Regions from separate parts of the Mus musculus genome. Here region 1 is linked to region 2. Evidence: chromatin contacts called from public HiChIP or PLAC-seq data. All regions are on one chromosome and are shown on one strand. Each heading gives the region's core, a stretch centred on a gene start, on an enhancer-like site or on the middle of the called end of the contact. The rest is flanking DNA. Distances are from core to core; before and after follow the strand shown.

The links. HiChIP or PLAC-seq counts read pairs in DNA pulled down with a chosen protein or histone mark.
Region 1: an H3K27ac HiChIP or PLAC-seq map of embryonic stem cells shows a contact between it and region 2, with 5 times the contacts expected there. The contact joins two enhancer-like sites. A contact is called at or near these places in 1 of 15 datasets of contacts at CTCF or cohesin (embryonic stem cells), 9 of 484 Hi-C or Micro-C datasets (the HPC-7 cell line, cerebellum, cerebral cortex and 5 more), 5 of 115 datasets of contacts at active chromatin or transcription factors (astrocytes, embryonic stem cells and stem cell-derived neural progenitor cells) and 1 of 9 other capture datasets (embryonic stem cells).

The regions. Positions count from the first base shown.
Region 1 is chr2:147,290,317-147,297,045 of GRCm38.p6, reverse strand. All of the region lies in intron 3 of Nkx2-2os (NK2 homeobox 2, opposite strand), which reads right to left. It also overlaps the pseudogene Gm14113. Among named protein-coding and RNA genes, the nearest start is that of Gm14110, 30 kb to the left of the region's middle. Within about 2 kb of position 4,040, at least 8 of the 459 cell types and tissues checked have an H3K27ac peak or open chromatin away from gene starts, as enhancers often do. A contact at or near this core is called in embryonic stem cells, where this site is marked.
Region 2 is chr2:146,465,505-146,472,143 of GRCm38.p6, reverse strand. All of the region lies in intron 3 of Ralgapa2 (Ral GTPase activating protein, alpha subunit 2 (catalytic)), which reads left to right. Among named protein-coding and RNA genes, the nearest start is that of Ralgapa2, 43 kb to the left of the region's middle. Within about 2 kb of position 5,148, at least 4 of the 459 cell types and tissues checked have an H3K27ac peak or open chromatin away from gene starts, as enhancers often do. A contact at or near this core is called in embryonic stem cells, where this site is marked.

The sequences.
Region 1 (6,729 bases), core at 2,791-5,290, 830 kb before region 2:
AACATCTTTTAAGTGATGAAGAGACAAAGCAAAATATGCTGAAGAGCAAAATATGGCGGTAGGAAAACCGTCAAGAAGTTTCAAGCGTCTGCAGAGGTCCAAGGCAGTGGAATAGAGTTGATACACAAGCCTATTGAGAAAATGGAGTTCAGAGTTCCAGGAAAGGAGGACACAGAACCGGTGTTTGCATTCAGACTCCTAGAAGCTCCAGCTCCTGTGTCAGCAAACCCAAGTGTGGCAGTTGAGAGAACGGCCAGCCACAGGGCTGAAATTAAAGATCTCTCCTCCAACTGTCAGCTGTTGATCTCTCCCCATATCCTGTTCTATCTTCAGATTCTCTGCCCTAAGGAAACCATATGCCATGTCTTCTGCCTTCCAAACGAGTAGAAGAGATGACAGAAATAATGCCACACACCCCAGATTAAGCAAACCTTTCTAAAATTTAGAGTTACCCAGAGCCAAACCTTCCTCTTCCTGGCCTAGCCTCTCCTTCTTTGCCTCTTTACTCTAAAGCGAATTCTACTGGCAAGTTCTGCCCCCACCTGGAGATAGTATCAGTATTGGTGCATACCAGCTATCTCTAAAGTTGGACCACTTCAACCCACGAGTGCCTGTGCACCTGCATGCACATCTCTATGTGTGTGTGAGTGTGCACGTGTGTGTGTGTGTGTGTGTGTGTGTGTGTCTGTCTGTCTGTCTGTCTGTCTGTCTGTCTGTGAGCATCGGATGTATGTGTATACATGTATGTATATCAAAGGTCAGCCTTAGATGCTGTTCCTTGGGCACTGTTCACTCTTTTCTTGTTCTTTTCCTTTGTCTTTTCCTTTGTCTTTTCCTTTGTCTTTGTCTTTGTCTTTGTCTTTATCTTTTGTCTTTGTCTTTGTCTTTTTTACAAGCACTCACTGGCACTCCGAGCATTTTTTGTGGGTTCTGAAAATCAAACTCAGGCCCTCTTGCTTTCAAAGCAATCACTCTCCTGGCAAGAGATACCACATCAGGCCCATCACTTCCTTTTTAAAACTTAACAGGTGCACTGAGGATGCTAACTACCTGAAATACAAGATCCAAAGCAAAAAGAAACAAGAGACCAGAGAGAAATGGACACAGAGTATCAATAAGACTCTAGGAGAAAACCTCTACATAGTATCCTTAGGGTAAATGAGGGAGTATCACACCTCCTAAGCAAGAATAAAATGCTTTTAACATGGAAGAAAGAACTTCGTAACTAAAAAACATACTTGTGGATTTTAAAAATTAAATAGGCAGGGGGAGGTAAGATGAGCCAGCAGATAAAAATACTTACTGCCAAGCCTGATGATGTGAGTTCCATCCTTAGATCCTACATGGTGGAGGGAGAAAATCAACTCTAATCTCTCCACACATAGGTTATGGCATGCACACACCCAAATAGATAGATAGATAGATAGATAGATAGATAGATAGATAGATAGATAGATAGATAGATAGATAGATAGATAGATAGATAAATAGATAAATAGATAAATAGATAAATAGATAAATAGATAAATAGATAAATAGATAAATAGATAAATAGATAAATAGATAAATAGATAAATAGATAAATAAATAAACAAATGAGTTTTTAAAGAAGTGTAAGATTTAAACACAATGTCAATGTAGGTTGCTAGAATACAGCATATATATACAATAGCCAAAAACACCACAGAAACCCAACCAGCTTACTGGGGCAAATGGATATAGTGTGTGACACATCATGACACACTATGGTTTCCATAGTGTATTGGCTGGTTTTGTGTGTCAACTTGACACAAGCTGGAGTTATCACAGAGAAAGGAGCCTCCCTTGAGGAAATGCCTCCCATGAGATGCAGCTATAAGGCATTTTCTCAACTAGTGATCAAGAGGAGAGGGCCTAGCCCACTGTGGGTGGTGCCATCCCTGGGCTGGTAGTCTTGGGTTCTGTAAGAAAGCAAGCTGAGCAAGCCATGGGAAGCAACCTAGTAAGCAGCCTCCTTCCATGGCTTCTGCATCCACCCCTGCCTCCAAGTTCCTACCCTGTGCGAGTTCCTGTCCTGACTTCCTTTGGTGACGAACAGCAATGTGGAGGTATAACCTGAATAAACCCTTTCCTCCCCAACTTGTTTCTTAGTCCTGATGTTTTGTGCAGGAATAGAAACCCTGACTAAGACACATGGTAAGATTTTTGTTTGGTTTGGTTTGGTTTGGTTTGGTTTGGTTTGGTTTGGTTTGGTTTGGTTTGGTTTGGTTTGGTTTGGTTTGGTTTGGGAGGTTTTAGGGTGTTGTTGTGTTTTCTTTTGTGGGAGAAGTTGCAAGGCTGGGGTTTAATATGGAGTACACGAGAGATGGATTTGGTTGGGGTGCATGATGTGAAATTCTCAAAGAATCAATAAAAAATTTAAAAAATAATAAAAATAAAATTAAAACAACAGCATGTATTCAATTATACGTGGTGTTAACTATTAAGTCTTCAATAAGCAGGCTACAATCCATATGATCCTAACTGTAGAGGTGAAGGACAGAGTAAGGGGCTAAGGGGCACAGATCTCCCAAAGAAAAGGAAATAGAACAGATAGTTATGGGTGGATGGGGGAACGGGAATGGGAAGGTCAAACAGAGAGGGAAGAAGAAAGGGGGTATGGTAGAGAATATGAAGAGAGATAGGTAAAACCAAGAGACACTTGAGAGGTTTATGAAACCCACTACATGGAGAAATTCCTTACAATATATATACAAATGAAAGAAATCTAGATGCAATCACTAAATGATGGGGAGGCAAATCCCCAATTAGACATCTCTCACCACCAAATAAAACATCCAGTGCTGGAAATGTATTATGTCTAAACAAGTCATTGGCCAAAAGGACTCATTGGAACCCCCCAAAACAACCCAGACTATTGTCAAAGCTCTTGGTTGCTCTCCACAAACTGATGGTAAGGCCCTATTGCTGAAGGCAAACACCTACATAACTCATTGAACATAGAGAAATCAGCTGGTGCCTTCACCCCTATCGACTAGTGTTCATGTTACTGGAAGGTGCTCAGGACACGACCAGAAGAGAAAGGTAAATGCCAATCCAGCTGCAAACCTTCACTCTCCAATGGTGACCTTCCTGCAAAAATATGCCAGCACAATAATGGCTCAAATGATGTAGGAGTAACCACCCACTGTCTGCTTAGATTTAAAGGCTACCCCATGAGATAGAACCTGTGCCTGACACTGCTCAAGTAGCCAAGAACATGACATTAGATAGACCATGGACATAGTCAAAAACAAAATGTTACTGTCTACTAAGGAACGAAGCAATAAAATGATCCCTAAAGGGCATTTTGCTATACTCAGCCATTGCCATAGGCTTAGCCATTACCAGAGGAGTTTTCTCCTGCAATAGATGGAAGCAAATACAGAGATTCACAAGTGGGCAGCACAGGCAATGAGAGATCTTGGACTGCTCAGTTCTAAATGGGATGTCTCCATCAAATCCCTCCCCTCAGAGCTCAGAGAGTTTTTGTGGAATGCTATGCCCACTCCAGTGAAGTCTGCCTATTGGGGTTGAAAGGCCTGGAGGCATTCATTCACGAGGCAAAGAGTTTCAAGGAAGCTCAGCCTCCTGGAACCTTGGCATTCTCATAGCCCATATACTCAAACCCTATCCCCGCGTTAGTATGGTGTATGCTCTCTTTAAATATTGTTTTATTATAAGTGCCTTTAAAGATTGAATTTTGACATAGGTAAGCTTCCACCAGTGTTCCAACATCCTAAAAAAATCCTTGAAGCCAACGAGCTAGGAATTCACTAAGAATGTTACCTAACATTCAAATTCACTTCTAGTAGAGACAGTAAAACTAATTAGGCATTACAAAGAACAGAGCTAGAATAACTCAGGGCTAGTCTGCAAAGTGAATACTTAGGACAATAGCTGAGTCCCACCCAAACAAGGGAATACACAATGGCCTAGTGAATAGGTGGGTTAACCATGAAAGAGTTAGGGAATTCCCCCTGGGATAGGTTTCTTCTCTAGGCCCAAAGGAACAGCATAATCAGGCATTTACTAAGAACCCATGGTGGTGGTTTAACAATAGACTAGCTTTACACCTGTCCCCATTCTAAGTGGTAAATGGGACCTGGTCCCTGCCATTTTTTGATGTATGCATTCCTTTTGTTTTGAGTCACTGTAACTCAACAGATTTGTTCGCCTGGCTTTTCTTGTTTTTATAAAAAAAAAAAGTCTGGTGTTCGTTTGGACGACACACTCAGATTCAACACACTCTCTCATGCTGTGTCTGTTTGTCACTCTCCGACTCTATGCCCATCTGTCTGAGACCTTGATTCGTACGGATTGAGGAGGACCCAGACTGTAAGAGCTAGTGAGAATGGAAGACACGATGGAAATAAGGCCTTCTAGATACAACAGGGTCACATAGACCTACACAGACTGTGCACTTTCACAGGGCCTGCACCGGTCTAAGCCAGATGGAGTCCCAGCACTGAGAGGGGAAGTAGACAACAGCCTCCATCCCTAACCCAGAAGCTGTCTCCAGCTGACAATTTCTCACAAGGAAAAATCAGTTTGTTTATTTTTATCAACAGTCTCAATGGGTATACACACCACATTTAAGTGCAGGTGAGTAGTAGGTAGCCCGAAATGCTCAAAACGAACTCAGTGGTATTTTAGGAGGTTTTTAGTCACAAGCTGCTTTGTCTGGGCATTTGTTGTTTCTTTCTTTTTGTTTTGCTTTGCTTTTTAACCTTACAGGAGATTTTTGTTTATATATTATGGTTTCCAGTCTCGTGCACTTATGGGATCTGTGTGTGTGTGTGTGTGTGTGTGTGTGTGTGTGTGTGTGTCTGTGTGTGTGTGTGTCTGTGTGTCTGTGTGTCTGTGTGTCTGTGTGTCTGTGTCTGTGTGTCTGTGTGTGTCTGTGTGTCTGTGTGTCTGTGTGTGTATCTTATGCTTTATCTTTGTTTTTTTTTCTATTTGTTTAGTCCTAATTTGTTTTGATTGGTTTGTTTATTTGTTTTAGTTGCCTGTTTGTTTTCTAATGAGAGGCAGGGATCTAGGTGAGGAGGTAGACATGATCTGGACAGCATTGGAGGAGAGGAACATAGTACATGAAAATCTATTTTCAATAAAAAAACAAACATAAAGAAAGAAAAGATTACCAAAGAATTTAATCCAAGTCTTCATGTTTAATAGTCCATTGAGTACCAGCAAAATGAATGGAAAGTGATTCGACACTGTATAGACACTTTTGAAACGCTGCATTATCAAGGATATAAAGGAAATATAAAATGCTTACAGGTTTAAAAAAAATAGGTCATATACAAAGGATTAGGACCCAACTAACATCGACAAATCGAGGTACTATTAGACTGTGCTAAAAGCATTCAATCTTCTCTTGGAAAATTAATTTTTTTCATTCTTCTACACTAGCATTACTCTGTGTAAGCATTTTATATGACACGAAACTAATAATAAGTCTGAGATAAATTAAACCTGTTTTAATCATACAAAGACTTGGAGAGCGAACCTCTCAGAGCTATTCCTATAGAAATCATCCAAGGCTGCGCCACAATAAAAGAATAAAAACTAGTAGAAGAGAATAGTGTGTAAGGAAAGTATAAAAGTAAAATTAATCCTGACATGCATATAAAAGGAAGTGCAAAGCTCAAAGTTACAGAGCAGATTGAGAAAAACCCCAATTAGAAAAAAATTAGAAGTCCAAAATGGCTCCAAGAAGAACATACTGAAGAAAGACCTGCATGGGATGAGAGACATCAGTGCTTGTCTCATGGAGCAACTCTGCAGAAGACAAGAAAAGTTAAAGAGAAACAAGTGTTAAGCCAGCTTTGACTATGAAGCCAGCAGGGATGGGGGTGTGCCTCTGAGCAAAGGATGGAGCTAGCCGGGAGACACCACCCCTGAATGCTGGAAACATTCTCCTTTGACTGATTTGAGAGTCTTGGCATTGAACTCCTGAAGAAAAAAAATGCAAGCCAGTTTGGTTCTGCAATTAAAGACAGATTTTTTTTAAAGATACAATATCTGTGTTTAATTGCTGGCTTTCAACTTTTATATTTATTTTTTGTTTGTTTATGTATTTATTTATTTACTTTGGTGCAGCGAACTTTATTGATGTATTCAGGAGAATAGGGAGGGCTTCCTAAGTCCCTCCTGTTATTATGGGGGTCTGGGATGGCAATTGTGAAGTAGATGCTCAATGTTGGGGGCAGAGTTGGAATAGGAACTCGACAGCAACCGAGGGCCACTCTCTTGCTCTCAGTGTCCTTGCTGGGGTGGGTGGTCCAGGGCTTCTTACTCCTTGGAGGCCATGTAGGCCATGATGTCCACAACCCTGTTGCTGTAGCCATATTCATTGTCATATCAGGAAATGAGCTTTACAAAATTGTCATTGAGAGCAATGCCAGCCCCAGCATCAAAAGTAGAAGAGTGGGAGCTGCTGTTGAAGTCATAGGAGATAACCTGGTCCTCAGTGTAGCTCAGGATGCCCTTCAGTAGACCCTCAGATGCCTGCTTCACCACCATCTTGTTGTCATCATACTTGGCAGATTTCTCCAGGCAGCACATCAGATCCACGACGGACACATTGGGTATAAGAACACGGAAGGCCATGCCAGTGAGCTTCCTGTTCAGCTCTGGGATAACCTTACCCAGGGATGATGTTCTAGGCAGCCCCATGGCCATCACGCCACAGCTTTCCAGAGGGGC
Region 2 (6,639 bases), core at 3,899-6,398:
AAATTCTCAACCTCTGTTCATTGTAGTTATTTGGTACTTTTGTGTTAATAGCATTTTCCCCCACCTAGAACAAGCTAGATGGAAGAGACAAGGCTCAGATATGTCTGGGTCTAGATCGGCTTTGACAGCATTAAGCTGATGATTTTGATAGAGGTACCTACCTTCTTTGCTTTGGCTTCCAGGCCTAGAAATCAGGGGGTAGGACTAGTGAGCCTAGAAGTCACTTACAGGTCTGTTAACCCTCAAAACTGTAACTGCAGCTTTGTTTGAAGTGTCTACAATTTTTTTTAAATGTTTGAACTCTGGTTAGCCTTTTAAAATTACTTATTTTATGTATGTATGTATATATACCATGTATAGTGGAGAAGCTATGGAGTTTCCAGGCTACTACACCTGAAAGGTCATTCCTCTTTGTTAAACACAGGGTTAGATTTTCACTTTACTGTAGGTCTGTCCTTATGGGATTGGAGACTTCCAAGAATTAGGGTTTTACTGTAGTAGATTTCCTAGGCTTCTTAATAGTCCCAAGGTGCTATGGCTGTGGCCTCAGCATTGCTTGACTTCCATGGAGCAAGGAAACATGGCTTCAAAGCAGCTTTTTGGAAATATAAAATTGAAAAGTCATGCAAATTTCATTCTTTTGTATTCATGCTTTGGGATGAAAATGCCATTAATATAGCAGTAAATCAAATTACTTGGTCCCGTGTCTCTCCACCACACCTTATAGACTCATCCTTTACCCCCGCCTCCAAGCTAAAGGACATGAATTCCTCGTTCCAGGATAGGTCATTATGTCTCTTCTCTGTCCCTTCTTTGGTGGTCTGGGAAGCACTGAAGTGAGAGGTAAATTGCAGCAGGTGAGCTGCACAGTGGGTACAGGTGATGCCTGGGCCTTTTGAAAGGCACACAGATGAAGGGCACACAGATGAAGGGCATGAATAACCACAGGCACGGGTGTCTGCATTTCCCTCAGTACGCAGGGTGGCATAAGTACGTTATCTTCCCTCCCCAAAGATTGTGGGGATGCTGGATCAGAGCCAGGGCGTTCATTTGCAAAGCCTTGCCCACAGCTGTGTTCAGGAGTTATTGTATGACCGCTGGTGAGCCTAGGGCTGCAGTAGGTTTTACATGTCACTTTAGCAGATTTCCATGGTGGGTTTCTTCCTCAATGCTCAGGTGAGCTTTGTAGAGAGAATGAGTTTAGCTTCTCATGATTTCTCCAAGTAAGGAAAAGAGACTTTCAACTTCTTTCCTGAAATCGGTCACATGGCTTGTCCCAGCACTGTGTTAGGAGCTCTGCAAGTAGGGTGAAACCAAAGTCTGGCTTTCATTCCTCTGACACTGCTTTGGATTTGAGTGCCACCCCTAGCTTGATTGTTGATTTTATTACTATCTCTTCTTGGTGCATGCATTTACTGGATACTAAATCCAGTAAATACTAAGGGGCATGTTAAAACATAGGATTCAGGTCTCTCTCTCTCTCTCTTATCATAGTTATTCTGATGTCTGTTTTTGTTTGTGAACTGAACAAACTGGAAGATAGAAAAGATATAAATGTTTAGCTTATTTTGGACATAATTTGCTTATTCTATTGTGCTATATTAATAGTTTGAATTAGAGGACCAAGGTCTGAGGTGAAGGTATTTGTTTTCAGTGGATAAGTTAACTGCCACACTGCAGGACTGCAGCCTCTCTTATGATTTGGGATCTCGAGGTGAGAAACTTGGGATTGGCCCAACAGAGTGTACTGAATTACTCAGTTCACCTTGGAGGAAGGGAACCTGGAGACAAGACGTTTGTGGAAGTCTGAAATTACATTCTTGTGATTGATTATCTGCCTTAGCAAGGTGCCTTACCCACCCCATCGTGGTAGCAACTGACCTGTGGTAACTGACACCCTCAAAGAAGATCACGTAGACGAGAGATAGGAAATGTACACACGAATCCTTTCGAGATAATAGAAGAGAGCGCACATCAAGACTTAATGGCAGGCCATTCACAATAACAAGTTAGCAGGTGGTGTTATGGTCGAACAGAGCACGTCTTCTCCTTTTACAATGTTCTCACAATAATGTAGAGACCTAGTTTGTATGAATTGGTTTCTTTTTAAAAAATATTCGCTTAGAAGAGAGCTGTACAGGTGCTTGCTGTTTTGTGTGTTTTCGCTGGCTTGTTTTGTGTGGTTTATAACACAGTAGCTGTTAGAGAGCGACATCTAGTGTTTGTGCAAGTGACACTGGGTAGGAAGGAAAGAGCTAGCTTGAAGCCTTCCTTCCCTGCAGCTAATCCTTAGAGCAGGGACATTTACTGATGACAGTGTGGCCAGTCCCACAATAGCCTACAGGTCTGTAGTACATCTAGTGTCATTTCAATCTTAAGTTTCTGAGGTGGCAGCAACCAAGCATTGCATGCATGCTCTGCTGTTTCTGTCTCCTTCCCTATGCAGATTCTCTCAAAGTGAATTTTTTTTTAAATAAAAGAACGATATGGAAAGGAGAGCCAATTAGATATGCTAGTACAAAATAGAAGAGGATGAAAGACATATAGATTTTAGCCAAAAACCAGAAGCTTGCGTGAATTGGAGACTAACTAAAGGGCGTGACTGACACCTTTTATGTGAGTTTCATGTGTACAAAGACGACTTCTTAGAGCTGACCTTTCTTCAGGGCAAAGCTCACCTCTTATGGCAGAATTTTATGCTACAAAGTTGAGAGTCTATGAGACATCCTAGTGAGGTGTTTTCTTAGAGAGGGTTAGACCTGAATATGATGTGCAAGTGAAAAGATAAACTTATAAAATGTATCATGTTTCTGCTTCCAAGGCTTCAAATGTTTGAAAGTTTATGTGTTAGTGCGTAATGGGAATGCTTTCCTGTTTTGTCTGTGGTTCTGCACATCTCATGCTCCATCCGGCAGAGGAGTATCTAACCAACTAGTCTATAGGCATCAGTCCTCTGCTCTCTCCCTCAGCCTCTCCAGTGCTCTCCTGCAATGCAGTGCTGGTTCCCATTGCCATCTGGGCTGTTGCACTCCCAGCACTCTCTCAAGGGCCCTCTTCATCTGGTCTCTGCCTCCTCATTCCTGTCTTATTCTTGTCCCTATTGGCAACCTTTGGAAGTCCTCAGAGCAGCAGAAAAGCTTTCTGGGGGTGGGGTGGACACTGTTTAATCTTCCTGAAATGCCCTTCTCTTGTAGGCTCACCCTTTGTTTTCTTAAGGATTTTGTTCAGAGATATTTCTGCCTTTTCCCCTTAGATTATGCTGTCAAGGCAGAGATAGTGCTTCTTTTGTCTATCTCTAGTCTTTCTCATGGTACCTGGCACAGAATGGGTACTTAACAAGAATATTAATTAATTAGTTTATTAAAAGGTAACTTAAACCTATACCATCTGAATGGTGCATTTATTGAATTTATTATTTTCTTGTGAGTACATGTCTCTTGCATTTCTTATTTCTCAGCATTTTGAACAATTTATATCTACATTATTTTATTATAATATTTTCAGTTGCTATTTCTCTTATATTAAATGATTTGGAGAATCTATTTTTATTAACATATTAAATGCCAGTTATGTAAATACAGCTCACTGCTACAGGATCTTTATGCTCTATTCTTATTAGGGAACTACTTTGATTAATCCTTGTTGCTAGAAGGTGAATTATGTACTTTGTTGAAGAAGGGAAGATATGTGGCTGATATAATTCTAGCTCAGAAACACCTTTCCTTAAACTTCAGATATATAAAAGCATACGTAGGTGACTATATAATTTTCAGATCATTACCACCCACCCTTTAATGTGTATGTCTGAGGTAGATGTAATTTGCTTCAGAAACACCAGGAACTGCATTGCTGTATAGGCCCATGGTGTGCTTTGGGTCCCTGTTGTCCTCACTTTCTCACTGTCCTGACGTCCACTCTGTGACTCATGATCACTTCACCGCAGCTGATGAAAAGGCCAAGGTCAGCCTTGTTGCTGTTGTTTAAGGAATATACTACATTTTCTATTTGGTTTTTGCCTAGTGCTTTTTAGATTTATATTGAATTTACAACTTTAAGTGTGTTTTGTCCAGGCATTTCTTGTGTGTGTTCTTTTATGTGGTTCTGGGGAGTTCGTGATGTGTACTGTACTGGCTCATGGGGTAATCTGTAATAGTCTAGTTTAGTGCTAACCATGCTTTCCATCCTCATTAGTTAATATTTTATGATTTCAGAAGGTTATCTAATTACATATCTACTTCATTAGTTTCCCCAAGTTTTCATCATCTCTTCAATATAACACTTGAGTCTTTAAGAACATAAATCAGAAACACTAAAACTCAATTTTCCTTTTTATTTACTTTGTTTTTGAGGACACATTTCAATTTTTCTTTGGGATTGTCTCTTTTGTGGAACCATCATTGCAGCTGCATGGTACTTGCATGGAATAAAGTCACCCCCCACCCCCCGCCCTTTTTGCTGCTTTGGGTTAACTTAAGTAAACAAAAACCTTTGTCATTAGGATACCTTTGTCTTTTTAGGTCTTCATTGATGTCCTAGTTAGGGTTTACTGCTGTGAACAGACACTGTGACCAAGGCAACTCTTACAAGGACAACATTTAATTGGGGCTGACTTACAGGGCTAGAGGTTCAGTCCATTATCACTAAGGTAGGAACATGGCAGCATCCAGGCAGGAGGAGCTGAGAGGTCTACATCTTTATCTGAAGGCTGCTAGCAAAAGACTGACTTCCAGGCAACTAGGATGACGGTCTTAAAGCCCACACTCACAGTGACACACCTATTCCAACAGGGCCACATCTCCAAATAGTGCTACTCCCTGGGCCAAGCATATTCAAACCATGACAATTGATAATCAGGTTTTCAGTATCTTGGTTGATTAAAAAAAATGTAGAATGTCTGATATGTCTCTCTTTAAAAACAGTATGTTCCATATTTATTTTAAATGTCCTTTTTGTGTTGTTTGCTTGTTTGTTTGTTTGTTTGTTTTTCGAGACAGGATTTCTCTGTATAGCCCTGGCTGTCCTGGAACTCACTCTGTAGACCAGGCTGGCTTCAAACTCAGAAATCCGATTGCCTCTGCCTCCCAAGTGCTGGGATTAAAGGCCTGAGCCACCACGCCCAGCCTTTTTTGTATTGTAAATTAAGTCTAAGTTCTTAGAGATTTTAAGTCTGTTTTCTCCTGGGCTAAGAAATCATTATCTTTTAAGCAATGACCTAAGCATGTATTGAGATGTAAAATGTTTGGAGACACAGTTACATTTTCAGTTTTATTAACTGCCACCTAGTGCTTCCCTGCCATGGTTGGTTGGTTGGTTGATTTCTTGATTTCTTTCTTCTTTCTTTTCCTTCCCCTTACCTTTTTTTTTTTTTTGACAGGATTTCTCTGTGTAGCCTTGGCTGTCCTGGAGCTCTATAGACCAGGCTGGCCTCAAACTCATGTGTGTGTGTGTGTGTGTGTGTGTGTGTGTGTGTGTGTGTGTGTACTAAAACTAGAATTCCTTTGATTTCTTTTCATGACTTTTTATCGATCTGTTTGCTTGTGCCACTGCTTATTAGAAAATATTGTGTGCTAGGCACTGGTCCTGATGTTGAGGATACTTGATGTATCACTAAAGTGTAAGTCCTTTCTCCCAGGGAATCCAGCTGTAATGGCAGAGTGGGCCTTATGCCTGTCCACCTGAGAAGAATGCTGGAAGGTTGTTTTGAAGTGGTTGCGTTCCAGGAGGTGAAATGTGAATTTAGTATTTACAGTGACCAATAGGAATCTGACAATACAGAACTGTGTTTTACTTATTCCATAACAGCATGCTGAGAGATTAAGTAGTATTGTGTAGTAGAAAGGATTTCTGGTATAAGTAATAAAGCATTTTTTTGAGCTAAAATGTATTCATTTTATTGTTAAGATTATCTGTTTGTTTGTTTTAGCTCTGTCTTACTTGAATTTAAAGGTTCTAAACAAGTATTGACCGCTAGTGAAAATACTCTGTTTATATCAGAGTTGAGTTATTTTTAGTAACTGGTAAAAATCCACCAGACGGTAGTGAAAAAGATGTGTCCTGTAGGTTGATATGGAAGTGTGTGCAGGCTGTCCGTGGTTCCTTCTGAAGCCAGAAGTTGTGTAGTCAAGACACCCACAGAATGCTCTCCTGAAGGGACTTCCAATTCTCAATCTAAGTTCCCTGTACATTTGTTACTTCCAAGGTCAAGGAGCTAGGATGTCTGTTCTTTTAAAGGAAGTCTGTTTCCTCCCAGGGCAGCATCTTCTCTTCGCACAGCATCATGCCCTACAGCTGGTTTGGGGAAGGGTTACTCCCTGGCTCTCTAGTCCCGAGCTGAACAGGTTTAATTGGCTAGTGTTTCAGGTAGATTAACTGGTCTGCATTAGTATCTTCCTCATTCTTCACTGCTTTCCATGTAGACTTGAAATCAAGTGTGAACCAACTTGGCGTGCTGCAGTCATCTGGTAATAGTTTGGGGAACAAAAAGTTTCCCATCTAAATTAAATGAAGACTGGTGGTTTTAAAGTTCATGGTAGCATCTTGTATAAACTCCAGCTTATGTTTCATATTATTCCTGGTCATGCAGTATGTTCTGAAGAAAAAGTAGCTATAGATAATCAGTTAAAAGAATGACAGATTCCC